Regions from separate parts of the Mus musculus genome. Here region 1 is linked to region 2. A link is a contact called in public HiChIP or PLAC-seq data. All regions are on one chromosome and are shown on one strand. The core of a region is the stretch at or near the end of the contact, and the rest is flanking DNA. Distances in the headings are between cores, read along the strand shown.

Evidence for each region. HiChIP or PLAC-seq counts read pairs in DNA pulled down with a chosen protein or histone mark.
Region 1: a contact with region 2 is called in an H3K4me3 HiChIP or PLAC-seq map of embryonic stem cells, with 45 read pairs. The contact joins the promoter of Aar2 here to the promoter of Dlgap4 in region 2. A contact is called at or near these places in 14 of 39 promoter capture datasets (the 3T3-L1 cell line, the SN4741 cell line, cranial neural crest and 9 more), 11 of 484 Hi-C or Micro-C datasets (the G1E-ER4 cell line, cardiomyocytes, cerebellum and 7 more), 9 of 115 datasets of contacts at active chromatin or transcription factors (VIP interneurons, craniofacial prominence, embryonic midbrain and 4 more) and 2 of 9 other capture datasets (adipose tissue and embryonic stem cells).

What each region holds. Positions count from the first base shown.
Region 1 is chr2:156,546,144-156,549,389 of GRCm38.p6, forward strand. It overlaps Aar2 (AAR2 splicing factor homolog), which reads left to right and starts at 1,433. Exons shown (of 4, transcript NM_026661.4): 1 at 1,433-1,740.
Region 2 is chr2:156,612,143-156,615,127 of GRCm38.p6, forward strand. Dlgap4 (DLG associated protein 4) reads left to right here and starts at 1,555. Exons shown (of 13, transcript NM_146128.6): 1 at 1,555-1,716. It overlaps Gm14169 (predicted gene 14169), which reads right to left and starts at 1,280. Exons shown (of 4, transcript NR_040372.1): 1 at 1,144-1,280; 2 at 803-1,054; 3 at 325-432.

The DNA.
Region 1 (3,246 bases), core at 183-2,682, 66 kb before region 2:
GTGGGCAATAGTGAAGTTGGAGGTTATTTGTCTTCTGCTCTGTCAGCCATTGTAGCTACAGCCAGTCTTGGTAAAGTCACCCGAAGAAGAGACTGAAGGCCTTTGAGAATCCTGCCTTTATAGATAAACAAGCTTACAATCAGGTCGGGAAAGTTGGCAGTACAAGATTAGAGGAGGGTCACATCTTGGCTATGGTTAGTGAGGAGATTAGAAGTAGTATCTATGTATCTCCCAGTAGCTCTGGCTCATGGTGGAGTTCTGATGTACAGAACCACTGAGCACAAGGTTAGTGTACTGGCTCTTCCTGGTTGTCAACTTGACTATATCCGGAATGAACTACAATCCAGAATTGGTAGGCTCACAGTGACCCTAATCTGGAGGCTGGGAGATGCAAGTGTCTGACCTGGATAATGGCATGGAAATCTTGAGGCATAGTGGTTATGAATCCGAGAAGATTAAGACAGGGGAGATCTCTGAGTTTAAAGTCATGTGGGACAAAGCAAGTTCCAGATCCAGGTGTGATGGCACACACCTTTAATCTGGGCACACACTTTCTGCTGGAGACCTACATAAGGACATTGGAAGAAGGAAGATTCTCTCTCTCTCTTGTTCACCTGCTTGCCTTGTGGGACTGAGCAACTGCTAGATCCTTGGATTTCCATTCACAGCTGCTGCTCACCATTGTTGGAGAGCTGGACTACAGACTGTAAGTCATCAACAAATTCCCTTACTATATAGAGACTACCCATAAGTTTTGTGACTCTAGAGAACCCTGACTAATACAGCAAGGCCTATGGATAGTCATTTACTATACACATCATTTGATTTGTTATTAAATACACAGTACATTTATGAGGGCTATGTGCTAGGTTCTAAGGAAATAGAGAAGAAAAAGACAGTCAGGTTTCCTCACTCAGTGCACATTTATAGCTTGACTGCTGTATTCTGTAAGGCCTGGAAAACACTGGGTGGTCATTTCCAGAGGAACTGCTGTGTTTGCGTTTGAAGGGACTGGTTCTCCCTTCAGGCAACAGCCTTGGTTCTGAAACTAGGGATGAATGTGTCTGGAAGCCGGGACTTGGAGATAATAGGGAACTTTTGACATGGTGACCGGCATAGGAAATGTGGCTAAAGAGGACCAACCATGACTGAGCCAGTCTGTGGCTACTGTGTGCCAACACCTGAACCATGCTTTGGCCAGCCCGTGTCTGCTTGAGACCAAAAGGACTGTGGATGGTGAGTATGTTTCTGGACGGGGATATAAAGTGGATAGTTTAATTAAAGTCGTTATTTATAATTCGGGAAGTAAAACGAAACAGTAAGAAGAAAATGAAGTGCTTATCGTGAGGAACCTGGAAGCACGGGCCATTTCTTCTGAGACTCGGGGCTCCGCCGGACTACTTTTTCCGTAGCACCTATCCGGCACCAAAGCAGCCGAACTTCCGTCCCGTTTCCGCGGAACCGGAGCTTGAGGTGCTACGGTGAGTGTCGGCCCTCGGTGCGCCTTTCGGCCTCCGGTTTCCTTGTGTGTGGTCGGGCCACCTCGCTTCTTGTCTCAGAATCGCGCTGGCGGAGTCTGGCTTTGTGAGCTGGTGTCTGAGGAGGCCTTTCTTCCTGAGAACCCGTCCCTGAGGACACCGTGGTCAGGGTCTCTGGGGCTCCCGAAGGAACTTCCCCCCACACCCCTTTAACTGTAACCAGAGAACGAGACTCACTCGAGCTGGATCTGCGTGGCTTCCGGTAAGTCACCTACCCGGCTTCCTGGCTTTATTTAAAGTGCATATTATCGTAAGTTAAAAAAAAAAAATTAAGCTTCGTGTGTATGCTAGGCATCAGGGACTCGAGTCTTGTGGGCATGACAGTCTTCAACCAAGTACACAAAGTTACACACCTGTCCCTGGAACTGAACGGCAACAGGGTAGCCAGAGTGTCATCACCAACATTTGACTTAGTCCCGGGTCGAGGAGGCTTTACTAAGATTAAAAAAAGAAAAATAATTGTGTGACCAAGTGCTATGGGTAGAGTTTTCTCTGGTGTGAGGGTAAGAAAGAAGCCAGTGTGGTTAGAACAATCCTTCGGATTGGGGTGGTATTAAATTAGCTGAAGAGTTGCCCAGGGAAATTCATGCAGCGTTTTCGGGCCATTCCCTAAAGCCAGATAGAGAACGCATTGAGGACCAAGTACTCTCCACTCTTGGAAGGCGGTGAATACGCTGAGGAGTTGTCTCTGTATTGCAGGCTTGTGAAGAGTATTCGTTTGTGTTTCAGACTTTTTTTTTTTTTTACTGTGAACTACAGTCACAAGACTTTTATGCTGTGATCACATGTATATACAAGCACATGTCTTCTTGGAACCATTCCTATCCTTGTTACTTGTGGCATTCCAATAGCTTAAAAGTTCTCTTCTTGGTGCTGGAGAGATGACTTGGTGGTTAAGAGACTTGTCTGCTCTTCCAGGGGACCTGGACTCAGTTCCTAAGGGCGCCATGGTGCTAAACCCACCTCTAACTCCAGTGTCAGGGAATTCAGCATCCTCTTCTGGCTTCTGTGTAACTTTTCTCATTATTTCAGATAGCTTTCTGTCTAAAAATGATTTCCTTCCTTCTTTCTTTCTTTCTTTCTTTCGTTTTGTTTTGTTTTGTTTTTTCGAGACAGGGTTTCCCTGTGTAGCCCTGACTGTCCTGGAACTCACTTTGTAGACCAGGCTGGGCCTCGAACTCAGAAATCCTCCTGCCTCTGCCTCCCAAGTGCTGGGATTAAAGGCGTGCGCCACCACCGCCCGGCTAAAAATGATTTCTTAACTCAAGATACATCTTGCAGTTTGAAAAAGAGTGCTAATTTAGAGTCTTTTCTCCTGTTTTTTTAGGTAAAGACAATGAAGTGTGCTCCTAATATTTTTTTGTAAAAGGATTTTTTGTTTGTTTTAAATAAAAGAGTAAACATCAAGCAGCACTCGATTTTTCTGCTTGTGTATTTTGAGGCCACTTCTGTGTAAAATACAAATATCTGGTTTTCAGTAGTCTTATTCTGTGGATATTTCTTTTGGGGCCCAGTAAAGATCCTGGGTAGTGCCTGTAATCTGAGTGTTTTGTCAGTAGGATGAGTAAGTGACTTAGTACTCAGTTCAGTAAAAGTTGAAGTACTTGATTGGCTTGCATTGATTGGTTCTTGCTGAAAACATTCTTACAGATACTGCAGAGACGACAGTGTCTGCTACACAGTTGTTTTTAGCATCGAGTGCATGTGA
Region 2 (2,985 bases), core at 305-2,804:
ACAGCCTTCTGTGGTCACTGTTTTACCCGGCTCCAGACAAACGGCTGTTTAGACTGTGATCAGCTTTTCACTTATAGTCAGTGCTGCTGTAAAGCCTCGGTGAACAAGGCCCTGAAACCCTTTTCTGAGGCCGGTCGACACCTGCTCATTTTAGCCAGCTACACAGTGCAAGGCCACTGTTCAGCCCTGCCAGAGGCTTCCGAATCCATAGAGGTCTTCTTAGCTACCCAAGGGAAGGGACCTTGTTCCTCTCCAGTGACAGCTGCCTGAACCTACAGTCCCTCCTCTCCTGCCCTTCACCCTCCTCTAGGACTCCAAACTGACCTTTCCTCTGCCTATCTTAGCCAGGAAGCCAATTCCTGCAGCATGGGTCATGGCAGATCTCCTCTGGGCCAGTAGCTGTAGTTGGTGGGAGTCCAAACAGCACAAACCCTGGGAGAAAGGGAAGGTTGGTTGTTTTTTTTTTTTTTTTTTTTTTTTTTTTTTGAAGGGAGGCATGGGTGGGCCAGTAGTGTGAGAAGCTGGTACATGAAATTGCTCTGGGTCTTGAGGGATGAGTAGGAGTTTGTCACTGAGAGATGGTGGGAGGGCATTGCAGGCTCAGGCAAGAGGAGAGGCTAGGACTAGAATAGTGGGGTAGAGATGTGAGGAGGGTGGGCAGGCAGTGGAAGAGAAGAAAGAGGCCTGGAGGAGCCTCAGTTGCATACCTAGTATTCTCCAGGGACAGCTGTGTGGGAGCCAGGGGAGGAGGCACATCCATTTGACACCTATTGAATGCCATGATCCAGTACGAAGAGCTTACCTCTATTCTTTATCTCTTCGGTTTCTTAAGGAGGTAGATGCTTATGTGGTCCCGATTGTGCGGGTAGAAAAACGAGCTCAGGGAGAAGCACGGACTATGGTCCGTGATCACAGAGCCCCCGTGAGAGGGAGGACAGGTGCCCGGCCACGAATTCCAGAGATGCGTTAGCCAGCCAGGTACTGCTGCCCAAAACAAGGGTTCTCCAGGAAGCGGGTCACCGGGAGGGGGCACCCGATCCTAGAGGCAAGAACCCTAACGGGAGAAAGAGGGGTGAGAAGAAGCCTGACTCCCGCAGCGAGACCCAGACCAGCCGCATCTTTCCCGTGCCTCAGTTTTCCTACCCCACAGTGAACGCAGCCAAAACACCTTCCTGCCGACCCACTCAATAACCCAGGTTTCCAAGTTCGCGCGCCACCGCGGCCAGCGCTGTGTAACCTCGCTCCGGTAGTCTGCCCTCTCTGGACGATCGGTCGCAGATTCCCAAGCGCTCTTTCCGCTACACACCCAGCGTCCGCAGCCGCGGTGCCCCTCCCCTCCCCTTCCCTTCCCCGGGCGGGCGGCGGGGGTGGCGCGCCGGGCCCCGAGCGGCCCCCGCGGTCCCCCGCAGCCCCGGGCCCCCGGCCTGATCCGCGCCTGGTTTTGGGCGCAGCCGCGCGGCCCCCTCCCCCGCGCGCGTCTCCCCGCCCCCCGCCCCCTCCCCGCCGCTCTCGGGGAGCCGGGGCCGCGCGGCTCCTCCTCCCGCAGCCGCATCTGGGGCGCCGCGCCGGCCGGAGGAGAGGCATGGGGCGCCCGCGGGCCGGGGCCGGGGCCGGGGCCTAGGCGAGCGAAGCTTAGAGCGAGCGGAACGAGCGAGCGAGCGGAGCGGGCGCAGCGCAGAGGCCGAGTGGACCGAGGCGGTCGAGCGCAGGGCGCAGGTGAGCGCGCGGGGGTGGCACGCGTCAAGACCCTCCTCCGAGGCTAGATCGGGGGCAGCCCCCAGCCGCGGGCAGACCCCGGGACAGATGCGCTCAGCGACGGGGTCTCCCGGATCCTCTGACGGGCAGTGGCGCCCGGGCCTGGGGACCGACGCGGGCCGGCCCCTCCGATGCTGTCGGCCCTTCCCTGGCCGGGGCGCAGGAGCGGTTCCCGGCCCTCCATCCGCAGGCGGCTGGCAGCGGCAGCCCCCTCCCAGCCGCGTGTCCGGGCGGCCGGGGCTTCCTTGCCTTCAGCCTGCCGCACGCTCGTACTCCCTTCCCGGGATCTCCCCGGGACCGGGCATCCGGGGAGGGGGCGGGCGACCCCGCGCCGCATCGCCCCCGGAGCGCTCGTCTGCCCGGGAGGGGCCGAGCGACCCTGGCACCTGGGCTGTGGGGGGGCCGCTCACATGGCCACGGGAGGCCCCCACGTGCGGCGCCCCGCGGGAACGGGGGTTCGCGTACAGAGCGGGTGGAGGATAGACCAGGTGGCTGCGGAGGCCAGCTGGGTCCAGATGTGCAGGGCCTGCTGGGAGGGGACATGTGCTACCTGGGCAAGTGATGGTCCCTGGGCCTCCTTGGGCAGAGCTTGCCTTGTCGGATTCCCCATCCAGCCCTTCATCCATCTCCTTTCTCGCGTTCTTCTATGCTGCCTGTGTTGCGGAAAGGGCTGTCACCGACTGTTGATGTTGTGGGGGAAAATGAAATGGGGGAAGGGTGGTGGGTAGGTGGGTGGGTGAAGGCCAGTTGTGGCGGAGATACCCAAAGGATGGGGAACCTTACGCTTGGAGGACTGTGCTGATGGGGGGGGGGGGAATGTCCCAGCACCTCCACCTGCTTGGAAGTAGAAAATGCAGAGGGGGAGGGGGCTGCAGTCCCCAGCCCTAAGGAGGCTGGACTGCCCCGCCTCTACTCTTGGCACCTCCTGTGCGGTGGGGGAGGGTCCGGTCCCTCTGCCTCTGTGGCTTCACCAGACAGGACCATGTCAGAATGCCTGTTGGAGGAGTCTGTGGAATTCTTCCCTCAGGTGGCTACCTCTCTCCCCTTCCTCTGGTATAGAAAACTGTGGGCTGCCTGGGCCAAGGGTGGTCCGAGGGGCCTGAGCCAGACTGTTAAGGACAGCGGGACTGGGTGGGGCCGCAGAGCTGGCTTCCGGGCTGATAGCCGAGGCTCGGGTTGGGGGGCCATCCTCCCCCTCAGCTGGGCTTCAGCGACTGCTCAACAAGCTCC